Regions from separate parts of the Zea mays genome. Here region 1 is linked to region 2. The links are chromatin contacts, called in public Hi-C maps. All regions are on one chromosome and are shown on one strand. Each heading gives the region's core, a stretch centred on a gene start, on an enhancer-like site or on the middle of the called end of the contact. The rest is flanking DNA. Distances are from core to core; before and after follow the strand shown. Region 1 holds the start of LOC103642619. Region 2 has its middle 17 kb from the start of LOC100278365.

What was found. Hi-C and Micro-C count contacts between places; a contact is called where the count stands out from the background.
Region 1: a contact with region 2 is called in a Hi-C map of leaf, with 7 times the contacts expected there. The contact joins the promoter of LOC103642619 here to the enhancer-like site in region 2. A contact is called at or near these places in 3 of 25 Hi-C or Micro-C datasets (ear, leaf and tassel).

Annotation. Positions count from the first base shown.
Region 1 is chr10:92,184,754-92,187,872 of Zm-B73-REFERENCE-NAM-5.0, reverse strand. It overlaps LOC103642619, which reads left to right and starts at 1,661. Exons shown (of 3, transcript XM_008665850.1): 1 at 1,661-1,994; 2 at 2,080-2,153. The coding sequence starts at 1,661.
Region 2 is chr10:92,050,659-92,053,869 of Zm-B73-REFERENCE-NAM-5.0, reverse strand. No RefSeq gene overlaps it. Among protein-coding and RNA genes, the nearest start is that of LOC100278365, 17 kb to the right of the region's middle. Within about 2 kb of position 1,474, at least 4 of the 20 cell types and tissues checked have an H3K27ac peak or open chromatin away from gene starts, as enhancers often do. A contact at or near this core is called in leaf, where this site is marked.

The sequences.
Region 1 (3,119 bases), core at 412-2,911, 130 kb before region 2:
TCATCGTTGAAACAATGTGTGGTGGCAAGTAGCTACTATGTATTCAACATTTTACTTGTTTATTGCAGAACTGTATATTGAATTTCAATTAAAGATGTACTCATTTGATGTTGGTGCTTACATATCAGGTTTAAGAGAATGTACCATTGGATACCTAGAGTGGAGGACAAATAGATTTTGTCTTTGTGTCTATTTTCATGCTAGCTTTAAAATTATCTCTTGGTGACCTTTTTAACTAGAGAGTGGAAATTGATGTGGTTAAGTCCATATATTATGAGCCTATGATGGATTGTTGTATTTGATGTGCAAGTTGATATGTGGGCATGTCACATGTGGCTGCATACTCGTATTGCATATTAATATTTTGGATTGATAGAGTGCTTCCTAGATTAGCCTAGATTAGATATGGAGATATGGAATGGAAGTATTAAACTATGTATTATGGAAGTGGTTTAAATATTTATTTTCTTATTTTACAATATATGCTATTGTTATATACATGTTTATACACTTCTATGCTTGTATATTCATGAATTCGTGTTTTTTTGTTAGTATGGCTCACGAGCTTATCGAGCCAGCTCGAGCTGGCTAACGTGTCGAGTCGAGCTAGACATTTAGCTCGTTATTATAATGAGTCGAGCCGAGCTGGCTCGTTACACTAACAAGCTAGAACGAGACGAACCAAAACGAGCCGAGCTGGCTCATTATCCAGCCCTATATGGGAGAATATGTTATTTGCAGGTAGTTAAGGCGATCTTTTCGGTAGAGGCACAGAAGGAAGAAGCGAAAATGGTTGCGCATATTATGATCGAGGTTGTTAGGTCTTTTTTGGGATCGGAGCCGCCGGTTTTATTACTGGTTTCGATGTAAAATCATAATCAAATCTGTTTATACTGATTCCAACCATTCCCCCTCACTTTTCCCCTATTCGTACTTTTATTCATTTTTAAATATATCCCCATCTTTCATTTCTCCCTCTCTTTCTCATCCTCTCAATCCATTCTCCCTATCAGGCCCACCCTTTACACTTTATGTGAAATATTTTACTTTTATATATCAGTTTTTGGAGTTTTAAAATTTATAGAATATTTATAATATCATACTACACATTGTTATCTGGTACTTAAAATTGAAAACAATTAATTCTACATTTAATTTTACTGATTAATGAAGTGGGGGAGATTAGAGCTCCCCCTCTCCACACGGTGAAATCCCTCACACACCCAAATGAGGGGGAGGGAGGGAGTTAGGTTGCAACAAGGAGGGGAGGAGTCATACACGCCGTTTTGTTAGGGGAGGAAGAAGGGGGCTCCGTTGGAGCCGGTCTTAGGAGGATCACGTGCATTTTAGTCTGACATGGGTCACGTGCGTGGGGTGTATATGCCTGGTAAGAGGGCGCACGGGGGGCTGGTCTGATGGTTCGGGTGAAGCTCCACAATAGGTGACAAATCTCTACTACTACTTAAGACTATAGTGTAGGCGTTCACGGTGCACGGTTCTGCCCTCTCCCCCCACACCCCCGACATCCTCCCCCTCTGCTTCGCTCCCCATCGCGCCCTCCTCACCCTCCTAGCTGCGATCCCCATCACCCGCAATCCCTGGATGGGACGCGCCGGCGCCAGAGCTGCCGGGGGCGGAGCTGGCGGCCATCTTCCGGTTGATGGCGGACCTCCTCGGCGACCCGGCGTGGCCGCAGCTCCACCCGCGACCCTACACCGACACGCCTTTGCCGGGCCTGCAGTGCGAGCTCGCGCCCGACGACGCACGCGTGCTCCACACCACCCGCCTCCACCTGGCCCCCGACGTCACCACCCCGCCCTGCAGGCCCGGGGCCAGGCTCGACCCCGCCTCGCTGCGCGGCCTGCCGCACCTCCGGATGCTCTCCGTCTTCGTCTGCTTCGACGTCGACCGCGCTGTTCACGTCGTCGTCCTCGCTCGAGCAGATTGTGCTCAAGTCCAACCCCGGCCTCACCGGCCCCATACCGGCGACGTTGGTTCTTATTTTGGTAAATATTGTGTTATACACACTGATGGTTACCAATTGAGTGATAAATATTGTGTTATCTGAATAATATGCAGAAAGGGGCTTGACTATGAGGTTAGGGAAGAATGACAGCTACTGCTATACTAGCAGTGCATGTTTTACTCTGCAGGTATCCAGAGTAGTGTTTGAATCAGCGCAATCGGTCAGTTTTGACTACTACTACTACTCTGCCATTTACTAGAGCTTCTTATTGTATACAGTGAATGGTTCTTATTTTGGTAGCAAGACTGTAATTTGAGAAAGCTTATAAAGAAGCAGTAAGACATGCCTTTGGTTGATTATTCTTTGTGTTTGTAAGTTCGCTATCAAGATGGTTCTTTGCATTTGTTCATACATGCTTTTAGTTGATTCAGGTTTGGCTATCACATGTCTGAAGTTGTAAGCCTGTAACTCATATTTTTCTCAAACAACCTTTTCCAATCCTAGGCTGCCGAGCAAGGAGAAGAAGCGTTCTAGGCAAAAGTGTTCCAATTGGATTAATTCTGGACTAGAAAGAGCGAAAGAGTCGGATGCACTAAATCTAGGCCTGAAACAGTTCTTGTTGGTTACATTTGGCACCATTGTTGGTAAGACGGTACCACCCACAGTTTTATTGAGAAAGGCTTTTTAAGATGGTTGTTGTTGTACAAATTGGAAAATAAAACTACATTGACTTAATTTTCCTTTTCTTCTTGTGCTTCAGGAAGCTTGATTACGTTGATGGAGTTAGTCCCACCAATGTCACTGTACCGCATAATCTATGAGCTCTCTCCACCTTCATCATTGGGACTTTTCTCAAACTTCTTCGATATACACTTGGGAGACTTGAGTGATCCTGAAACCATAAGAGCTCATATTTGTGTATGTTCTATAAAGGATAGATATTATAAATATTGTGAATATAGAAACATAGTAACACAGGGGCAACTAACTATTTTATTGAATCATGGTTCGTTCTTGTTCACCCATCTCATACATTATTCCATTTGTTTCTTATATTAGTTGCATGTTTACCAAAAAATGAAGAATCGATCCAGCAAAAAACTAACCATGGTTCTTTTTTCCTTTTGTTTGCCCTCGTGCAGTTGGACTACCA
Region 2 (3,211 bases), core at 225-2,724:
TAGGTGAACAACTTTTATTCATTGTGGTAGCCCTAAAACAATATGGAACGGGGAGCAAAAGAAGCTCAAAACCTTGCTGTCAGATTCTGTTGTTCTGAAATTTGTTCAGTAAGTTGAAGTGCAGTTTCAGCATTATTCACCAAATTTTAGAGCTCTGTTGTGACTGATACATAATGTTATGGCCTGCACTCTCTATAGAAAACTGTTAGAGGGTAGTGTGGTGAGTAATTTTCATTAAGGTGAATCCCCCTGATCTTTCCTAGAAATGGGAGAAAATGGTATCCAAAAACATGTTGTCAAACTTTGAGTTTCAGACTTAGTTCAGTTCACTGAAACTGAATTTTAGTGAGTTTTGCTCAACTTTGGAGCTTTCTTATCACTAATCCATGGAGTTATGGGTTGTAGTCTCTATAAAAAAGTTAAAGAACATAGAATGGTGAGCAAGTTTGTTGAAGTGTGTCTGGCCTGATGTTGCATGAAAAGTGGAGTAAAATGTGCTTGAACTATCGCTGTCAGGCATGTGATGTGCAGTTTCAGGTTCAGTTAGCTCAAGCAGAGCAGCAGTATTTTCACCTAACTTTGGAGCGCTATAGCTCTCAATTTGTGAGCTTTAGACCACAGGTGTCTGCAGAAAAATTGTAGAGCTATATGTTTTCAACAAGTTTGGTTAACGGAGATCTCCATGTTTCCAAAAAAGATTTGTGACTAAATTGAGCTCAGAGCTGCTCTGTCAAATAGGTGTGTGCTGCATGAAATTCAGTTAGCTGAATTGCTGCAGCTCGGTGGTGTTGCTACAACTTTGGAGTTCCATAACAAGTTTGTTGAGTTTTAGCTGGTATTCTTTAAAGTAAAGTTGGAGAGTGATCATAGAAGAGCAACTCCTAGTAAGAAAGTGTATCAAGCCAGCATAGGGAAATGAGAGAAAAATCTGATTGGAAGTTTTAGGTTCAGGCTTGATACAGTGCTTTGTTCACAGTTTAAAATTTAGATTGGGAGATTTTGGCAGGATAACAATAGAGGTTCAGTCAAGAATTGTGGAGTTCAGCTTCTGGTTTCTGAAGCTTTCTGCAGCAGCGAACGCTGGGACTGACGCTAGTGTTTTCTCTCCACTCCATGCAGGGCCTTTGGGTGGGTGCTCCTAGATAAGCTGATCAATAAAGGATTGAAGACCCTGGCCCAGCTCGTGTTATTATGGATCCGTGCTTATCCAAATTTGAGTCACCAATGTGCCTGCTTCACCCTTTGCCGCTGTCTCGTGTCATTCGTCGCTAAGCCTCTACACGTTTCTCGTTCACCCTTTGCCGCTATCTCGTGTCATTCGTCGCTAAGCCTCTACATGTTTCTCGCCCGTGTTCTGGCACGTGGCTGCCCCTGTGCGTATTCAAATGGTCGAGGACTTGAAACTTGGACGTCGGCCTGGTAGTGAACCCCAGCCGAGAGCGCCCTCCCAGCCGTGTTCCCTGCCCTGTTCGCCGGCTGTTTTCTCCAGGTCCAGCCAAGCTCCTCACTGTCGAGCTCCCTCCCCATCACGCCCCAGTTCTTGGTTACGCCGTCCCGCCCTAGCACCAGCTGTGCTTCTCGTCACCACGTCGCTGTCCCCGCCGTCTACTGTCGTGCCGCGCTCTCGGTGGAGCTCGCTAGCAAACGCTTCGTCGCGTGCTTGTCCATCACACGCGTCGTGGTATCGTCATCGTCGTCTCCTCGCCGGCCATACTCGACCCCGCAACTCCTTCACGTCGTCGATTTCCACGACCCACAGCCTCTCCTTCGACTTCGTCGCGCTCCTCGCTACTCACGCTTCATTTTCTTCAAGTCTGTCGCCAGCCGTGCTAGACATAGATAAGTGTTCAATAAACAGAATTATTGTAGGTGTCGCAAATATGTCTGGTTGTCGTTCGATAGTTGCGCCTTGGTTGGTGGCGTGGTTGTGTGCGTTTGAATTAATCGGGAGCATGGTTGTGAGTGCCCGAGGAAAAATTGTTCCGCGAATGTTTAAAATCGGCTTATGACTTGCGCCATTGGATCGGACCTTATGATTGTGCATATGTGTCGCAGTTGTTTAATTAGCGGACAAGAGGAGTTAAATGGTGAAAAATGAAGTCTCGGGTGATGTTCGCCTGATGCTTGGTGTGTTGCCGAAGGCGGTTTCGTCACTATTTTGACGAACCTCCCCTCGACTTCGGTATTACGTAGGCTTAGATCCACTCGCTATAGGGTGCAGTTCATTTTGGGGTGCATTTATTTATTCATCAAATATTCACTTAATTATAAAGACTTTTGTCATTAGCGAAACAAATCATTCAATGAAAATTGAGCACTAAAAATTGTGGAAAATTTTGTGTAAGCTTCTCTTCGCTGTATTAACTCTTGGGTTAAGTTTGAAGCTGTTTGGACATGGTTTGCTTAGCAAATTAATTATTTCTCAAAATCGATAAAATGGTTTCATCCTTGGGTAATTAGGGCATCTAATGTCTTAGTGATGAGATAATGTTACTTATTAAGTTGAGGTGTTTGGGTGAAGTCTTAAAAGGATTAGCTCCCTGATGACCCGTCGCTTGTGATGATAGCTTGTAGGTGTATTCTAGATATAGTATTTGTTACCCTCTATGCAAGTTGTATTTTCATGGCATTGCACAAGCATTCATAAGCATGTTATCTCATGTAGAGATCCCTGAATAAGGGGACATCGAAGAGAAATTTGCTCCAATGCCTGAATATCCATTGGTGGGGTTCCATCTAACTGGTTATCTTGTAGAAGGATTTTGGATCTTCTCTGCAACAAAGGCAAGCCCCGATGCATTTGTCCATTCCTTGTGTTTTAAATGCTTTATCACCTTAAATGATGAATTATGTGATAGGAGTTGTGTGATGAACAATTGATGCATTGCCATTCCTTGGAATTTGAATACTATACCTTGATCCCTGATTTATAAAAAAGAACTGATAATGCTTAACCCTGCTTAGAAACTGAAAAATCCTTTGTTTTCAAAAAGAATGATGTGGAACATTGGTTATGGACTTTTTGATTCAAAAATCAAAATAAACTAAGGTGATGAATCCTCTACGATCGGAGTGGACTCGTCACTCAAAACGAGTATCCCTGTGGGGTACCAAAAATTGGGGAAAGGGTTTGAATAAATCTAGACCAGACGCCGAGTAGACAAGGTCGCTCGTCTGTGTTGGTTAAGGACCGTACAGTTGACTGGCCTGT